Regions from separate parts of the Gasterosteus aculeatus genome. Here region 2 is linked to region 1. Evidence: chromatin contacts called from public Hi-C data. All regions are on one chromosome and are shown on one strand. Each heading gives the region's core, a stretch centred on a gene start, on an enhancer-like site or on the middle of the called end of the contact. The rest is flanking DNA. Distances are from core to core; before and after follow the strand shown.

Evidence for each region. A called contact is a pair of places that touch in the nucleus more often than the background predicts.
Region 2: a Hi-C map of whole body shows a contact between it and region 1, with 2.6 times the contacts expected there. The contact joins the promoter of msi2b here to the enhancer-like site in region 1. A contact is called at or near these places in 4 of 6 Hi-C or Micro-C datasets (liver, skeletal muscle and whole body).

Annotation. Positions count from the first base shown.
Region 1 is chr7:19,519,221-19,523,135 of fGasAcu3.hap1.1, forward strand. The region is part of intron 6 of msi2b (musashi RNA-binding protein 2b); the gene reads right to left. Among protein-coding and RNA genes, the nearest start is that of msi2b, 79 kb to the right of the region's middle. Within about 2 kb of position 1,786, at least 2 of the 9 cell types and tissues checked have open chromatin away from gene starts, as enhancers often do.
Region 2 is chr7:19,597,833-19,601,747 of fGasAcu3.hap1.1, forward strand. It overlaps msi2b (musashi RNA-binding protein 2b), which reads right to left and starts at 2,018. Exons shown (of 14, transcript XM_078107409.1): 1 at 1,773-2,018; 2 at 1,337-1,377; 3 at 859-940; 4 at 203-287. The coding sequence starts at 1,834.

The DNA.
Region 1 (3,915 bases), core at 536-3,035:
TCCAATTCAAACCCTCCCTTATTGTGTCAGTCAATAGAATAGTTGGGACCATGAAATATAGATTTTTTTTTCACTCCCATGGTGAATAACTGTGCCTCTTGTGCCTGGTCCACATCTTCTAAAAGATTAGCGTTGACAGCGGCCATGTCCAACGCACTCGCCAGGACTTCCCCCAGCCGATGCAACCTGCGGCTCATGAAGCTGTTCCACTGACAGGGGCCTTGGCCCCTTTCGAGCCTTGCAGAAGCGAGTGTGTCAGCCATGCAAAATGGAGAACAGATGTGGTGTATGGGCAGAGTAATATAGTCTTAGGCTGCCTCCACTGCACCTGATGATATGGAGCCAATAGGGGCATTTGTCAAATGCAATCAGGTGTGATGGAGAGAAGAGATAGAGCGGGGATAGATAGAGGGGGGAGTGGAGGGGGGGCTGAACAGCTTGAGCCCTGCCAAACTCTCTTTCCGAGCCTCAGCTGCGCTGGGAGGGGGACGGAGGGGATGGGGGGGGGGGTTTAGCAGCAAAGGACCAAAACAGGGGCTCAGCACTGAAAGAGAGTATCGCTTGCAACAAACCTAAAGCACACAAGAGAGAATTACCAACTTCAAAAAACTGGATAATTTACAGTGTACGCTGAAATGTTAGACCAAAAAAAACAAGTTCACCTCAAATTCACAAATTTTCTGAAAATGCCACGAGGTCAGATTTTAATCAAAAGGTAAGAGACTCAACTCTTCATTTCTGTGTGAACTATGACGCTATCTCCCTGCTGCTGCTCTTTTCTAAGCCTATAAAAAGGTCCACAAGGTCAGAATAAAGGCCAGGGCAGTCCCTCGGGGAGGGCACTTGAATGGAAAGTCTGAATCTGATTTACAGTTTGGCCACATGTGCAAGCTGCCAACAACTAGGCAGCCAGCCAGGCCGAGTGGGAGAGAGGAGCGTGTCTGTGAGGCGGCAGGTAGTAATGAATGCTGGGTATATATATAAATATATTGACAAAATCTTGCATTACACAGAGCACTGTACAAGGCGGGTGAGTAAACATATTGTTGGGTATGGGATCAACACCTTGTGCGAGCAATCTTGTTTGACTTGAAGAACCAAATCCGCTTCAACTTCAGCGGCACGTTATGACTCCTCACACTGTGAAGTGTCCCTTCTTTATGGAACGGGACGATTGCGTCTCTTTTGCATGTGTTGCGTCCTTAAACCAGATGGCAACGAGGCAATTTTGTTAAATTATTCCTAATTAAAAAAAGGAACGCTATTGGTGGAAAATTAGCCATAAACCAAATTGTTCTTTTTTTTTGTCTAAACTAAACATTAAAACCAACATTAGAACATAATTCAGACACATGTGCCAGTTTACTAATTCAAATCTTTTGCGCCGTGGGATGGAACTCATGTTGTTTAAATACCTCTTGCTCTCTAAATTACACGAGGCACCATTATGTGCCCTTCTGCATTCTTCTTTTGAAGTACTTATTGCTGAAGGAAACAATGATGACTTCCCAACATGTCTCCATTTGAAAAATAATAAAAGGTGGATATTTTGTTGTGGTATGTTTGCAACCTTGACATCCAGTATCAACTATGTTATCCATGCCTGCATCATGCAGATGTTAAAAGCGGGTAAATAACACACACTGTGGGAGGGGAGAGGGGGGTGGGGGGGGCTGCCATGACTGCACCACCAACCCGCACAAAAACACATTGGCATCACCGCAGCCTACGGTGCACAGCTGTAGCTCGGCTGGCAGGACAAAGACAATCAGGGAACACTGCTGCAGCTGGACTTTGCACCGGGACTGGCTAAGACGCCGTCCCAGTACTGAGACTGGAAACACACACACACACACACACACACCCTGACGAGTACGTACATGTATTGAAATAGGCAAACTATGGCTGCATAGAAATTGGGTGAAAGGACGGCAAATCCGCATCAGCACACAGCGACTGTAAAGCTCTGATAACAACAGGTTTCGGGGAATGCATTCAGCAAATTCAGAGCGCCTCATTTCTCAGTTCTTTCTTTCAGTGAAGTCGAGGGTGAATTCCACGTGCCTGTCAAGATGTAACAGAGTCTCGACGCGTAACTTCTCATCGCGGCATTACTTCCCAAAGGGACATTCGCTACACAAGTCTGTTTCACCAACAAAACCAACCGCACGCACGACACAAACACGTGCGCACACGAGATATTTGCTCAAATACAAGGGCCATTGTATTTGTATTGGGCCAAAATCAAATTGATGCAATATGCAAACGTATATGCTATATTCATATTTTAGCATATGCTCCCTGAGCAATGCAACCACATTGAGGGCAGGTTAACAGGACACACGGGTGCAATGGCAGCTCCTGTTCTATGTTAGTCTCACTTCCAATTCAATGGAAGGAACTTTCTTTTTTTCACACACACAAATCCACACGGCGAGCCGGCAGCTGGAAGAGCTGCTTGGCAGATGCTTCGATGCAATCAACTCGTCACTTGAGCGTGACACCGCCTGTCCATTTTGTGCTCACCTCGTATCACATTCAAATGAAATTCAAAGGTGTTTACGACCCCCCCTTCCTTCCCAACTCCCCCCTGCCTCCCTCTCTCTTTTCCACCCAAACATGCTACCAGCAGCTAACTGCAGACCATCTCCATTGTATGACACAGTGGAGGGTCGGAAGATTTGCTTCCAGGTACGACAAAGGAGCTGCATTTAGAGGGCATGCGATTGTCCTGCTGTGCTACCGAGAGATAACTCATGAAGAAAAAGAAGAAAAAGAACACAGGCAAAATGTTAAGTGACACTAATTTGGTCGAGCCAATTCAATGGGTTTTAATGAAATACAATTTCTGCTTGGGCAATACTCCCACCAGTTGGCCTGAGTGTCGGTGAGAGGGAACATTAACATATCCCTGTCCATCATAAACACATCCGACACAGCTGGTTTCCCCTAAACCACCAGGGGGAGAAAAACCCCTGTGCTTGTGCGAGAGTCAGACACCACACACACACACACACACACACATGTATTTGGTGAGGTTAATTTTTCAATCACAATCGAAATGCATTTTCACTCTTGACACACGCCTTTTTCAACTACGTAATTTTATTTCAGTGGGTAATTTGTCTTTAAAAGGGGGACGAGTGCTCCTCGGTGGCTTTTACAATGTGTGTTCAGCTGGAAGGGAGTGATGCTGGGCTGGCAGTGGGCTTATCAAAAACAAGTTGAGGCAACGCTCCGGGCAAGACAGAAAGAAGGATAAAAATCCCTGCTTCTGCTCAACTAACCATCAAACCTAATTACCTGTGGATAGGACTTATGGGCCACATGTTGGGTTCAAAGTTTCCTGATCAGCAAGCAGCTTGGGAGGGAGCTTTAATGTGTGTGTGTGTGTGTGTGTGTGTGTGTGTGTGTGTGTCTTTGTGAGCGTCTGTGTGAGCGTCTGTGTGCGTGGGTGCCTGCGTGCGCGTGCAAGATTCTGGTCAATGTGTCCGTGACAAAAAGATTACGCTGACAGGCGAGACTTGGTGCCAGATCTTGGCTCTGTGCCATTAGTTCAATCAGGCAGATTTATTTAGCTTTTAGACAATTCGACCAGAACCCTGCAGATACCACTTCAGAAAATAAGCTAAAGATTATTCATGGCATGGCAGCTGAGATAGGGATGTGTTGTGGCTCCCCTGCGCCGTGTCCACTCGCTCACCGCTACTTATTCCCCGACTTAGGAGTGAGCTCAGTGTTTAGAAAGCACACGCAGACACAAAGGAGGCGTAGGCGTCAGGGTAAATCAAACGCAGAGGTCAGTGGAACAAAGGGAAACCAAATGACTGCCATGTAGACACACGTGTGTGAATTAGCCTCGACATTAAAAAAAAAAAGCCACAAGGTGCACCACTCTAATGCCGACCTCAACCT
Region 2 (3,915 bases), core at 768-3,267, 79 kb after region 1:
TTTTATTTTTATTTTTTTTTATTGCTACGCTCAGTGTTGAAGGGACCATCACGCATTTAGCCCGTATGCGCGACCTTGATCCACGCAGTCTGTTTAACTTAGAAGGTGTTCGAGCACAAGGCCTGGCGGGCAGTGAAAAGTCACACCGTTGTGGCGGGGAGGAATAAACACTTATGTGGGTGTGTGGATGGCATTAACTCACCGTCTTTGAGTCTAATTCGTGGTGTTGTTGAGCTAAGACTTTATCTACACTGGCGGCGTCTGTAAACGTTACGAACCCAAATCCTCTGCAAAAAAAAAAAAAAAAAAAAGACACAGAAGGAGAACGTCAGAAATGCACACGCTGCAAAATATGTTTCTGCAATACATGTTAGTTCACGTGCAAATACTAAAACCACGGCAGAGACAACACTGTGCATGCTTTTTCACGTGACCTTATTATCCTTAAGATATTTTCCGAGCAAACATGTACAAAATATATATAATAATAAAAAAATTAAATAACAACCAAAAAGGAGAGCGTGCCGGTCCGTCCTGTGGCCGATCCGGAACAGAGACGGAGCGCGCGGCGGGTCGTTACGACGGGAGACGACGGCACACCAACATTGCGGTGCAGTCACAAAGTCAATGTCAAATTGCAGGCGGCTGCAGCTTTACAGCAGTGAGCGTTTAAGCTTATCTGGCTCGCTGGGAAACCACACGCAGGCGCGGACACAGCGACACACACATACGCGCGCGCGCACGCACACACACACACGGACACAACACATGCACGGCGGATTAACACGGGCAAAGTGAGCGATACCGTCACATGCACCGGGGAGGGGAAAAGTAGGAGGAAAAGCCCGGCGTTTTTACCTTGAGCGTTTTGTCGTGGGGTCTCTCATCACCATACATTCTCTTATTTCTCCGAATTTACTAAAATAGTCTCTAAGGCTGTCTGTGGATAGAGAACAAAAAACATGTCGGGGAAGGGGAGAGAGGGGGGGGGGGTGTTATTTGACAGAAACATATGGCTATGCTGTTGTCACTGCATTTCAAACAAGAACACACACACACACAGTAATACAACATTTAAAAAGAAAAACCCCGCGATGCGCATAGGGGTCGAATAGAGGACTTCATGTGGACGGAGATCAAGAATAACATGGTGCGCACACACACACACGCACACACACACACTAGTGAGATATCCCGTACAGTACACTGCTGCACGGTGCACATTCGCACATTACACCCGCCGCCGCCGCCGCGGCCACAAACGAGCACTCAGTCACAGCGACAAAACAACACGGAATACCGGGACACGGCGGAACAGAGAACAACAGTGTCTCACCTGGTGAGGTTTGCCAGCTGAGGCCACCGATAAACATTTTACTGTAAGGGGAAAACACAACAGAAGTGAGTCCAGATGTCAGTTCGGCCATTTTGACGACTAACTACTTCTAAAAGCGACCTTAAGGGATAAAAGCGAGACTGTGGAAACGCGCTGGCGCTTAGCAAATGTATAAATATAGATATAGTCTCGCTACATAAAAGGGGGGGGGGGGACACTCTCGCTACAAAAGCTGAAGGGGGGGCTTTCAACTGAACGTGGAAACGGACCCGTGCACGGTTTAAGTGCGTACTGTGGGGGGACGAATCCAGCACGGCAGTCGAAGTCCTCGCTTAAGATGTTGTAACGTGAAAGAAAGAAAGAAAAAAAAAGCAACAAAACAAAACAAACAAAAAAAAAAAAACGGACCGTAGAATACGTTTGGAAAGATTCTTACCCCGGGTCATGTTGTGAATCATTTAGGCTTCCGGATGTGGCTTGACTCCCGTCTGCTTCCATATCTATTTCAAACTATAGGCTGGGACTACAGTAACAGTGACAGACACACACAGATACGGGCAGGAGATATGCAAAGCCCCGCTATGAGAATATTACTGAGCCGGGAATGAAAGCGTCACACGTGGGATCAGCTCAGCCCCCTGCTCCCTCCCTCCCTCTCTCAGCACGCGCTACCTTGGCCCACAGGGGGCGGAGCCTGCCTCTGTCACCTAACCAATCCAATTGACGTCAATTCAGGCAATCTGCAAACCAATCCTCCGATTTGTCATTTAATTAAGCACTAAGCCACTGGAGGTGAAAGTGGCTTAATGCTCTTCTAAATCAATGGACACATAGCATTTAAATAAAAAAATAAATTAAAAAAAGCTCTGTCCAAGAAAGGGTCCTCTTAATTAGCGATGTTTGCTTATTATAATCCCGCCGACAGGTGAGCCTTTACAAAGATTACTTTGTACTAATTTAATAACTTGTTATTCCTCCGACGCGCAATATCGTCCCTCAGACAGAAGCGAAGATAATGGGTTAATTCCTCATACATGTTAATATTGAAACGATCCTGATTGTATATGGCTTGCAAGGGTTTTACAATTATTAAATATTTGAAATGAAATTCTGCACTTTATGACTTTAAAATGGTGATTCACACAGATGACACAGCATATTCACATTGGAGATGATTTTTATTAAGGTCATTTAACCCATCTTATCTTGGTGTACATTTAATGGTCCTTTCAGCTCTAAAAAGGATCAATGCAATGCTACAGCATCAACAATGCAATGTTATAATGTTAATATAAACAACAACATGTACATTTAAATATGTTTAAGTTACAGCTCAGAATATGCAGAGTATCAGAATTCGAAATGAGTTAAAAGGTGCCCAACACACATTAGGCATTGAGGTGAACCTTTATGAAAGCCAACAAAGAATAACCAGCAGACATCAATACAGTTATCTATACATGCAGTGGATTGATTAGCCATTTTTTAATGTAGATTACCTGTAATGAGCTGCAAGGGGGCAGAGCTGGCATGTTGAGATAATCTGCCTCTGCCCTCTGGTGACCCCGAGGAAGAAGACGAGGAAGGCAAAGAAAGGAATGTGTAAACAAACGTGCACAACATTTCACGGTGGGTTAATATATGTTTTCGGTACACATTTTCTTACACAGTGCTATCTATAGAATACAAGAAAAGGAAATCTCATGTACAAATTATGCTTTAAATTATGCATTATACATTTTCTTGCATCCGCGCCACATTTCCGCTCACAGAACTCGATAGACAAAAAGACAATACATTCTCTATAAATGCACTTTCCATTTGTCGTGGCACAAGAATAATTACAACAAAACGTCCCAAGCTCCGCGTGAAACGTGACTAGTGATCCTGTTTCATTATTCACAGTTTTCTTTTTTTAACAGGCCCGTCTGTGCTGACTGTTCGGGGCACTACCAGAGGGGATTTCTTATCTAGCCAAGCAGCATGTTTTTGAAACAATGACTAAGATAAACCACAAATAACATGACTTTTGACAGTTTAACAGCTAGGACTCTGTCATTAGTTTGGGGACACCCCACGTTGTGACTGTCTTTATCTGTGAAACAAATTAATGGAGGCAAATGGTGGCCAGTCCTTGTAGCTCCGGAGTCTCAAAGAAAATGAAGATTTGTCACTTTACTTACCTTCTACGCACCATTTTTCTGTTCCATGTCATTTAGTGAAACATTTAAGATTATATTGCTGTTGCAAGTTTCAAAAGTTGTCAAATGTGTGACGGTACCCTACAGCATGTGCCTCCAACGTGACGGTGGATAAGGAGAAAAAATTGCATCCACTCATGCAGCAGCAGAGATAGAAAGAGAGAGAAGAATGAGGGAGGCTATAAATTGATGCAGGAATATGAGCTCTGTAGAACAACACGCTTTAAAACGATCACAAGGTGTGCAAAAATACAGTGGATTTAACACATGAAGAGCAACTTGTTTTATGCTCAAATAAAAACACTGGGGTCTCCGGTTCCACAGTGGGGTTGTGCATTATTCCGCCTTTTGAACATTGTTATCAATGCTTTTCTCTTT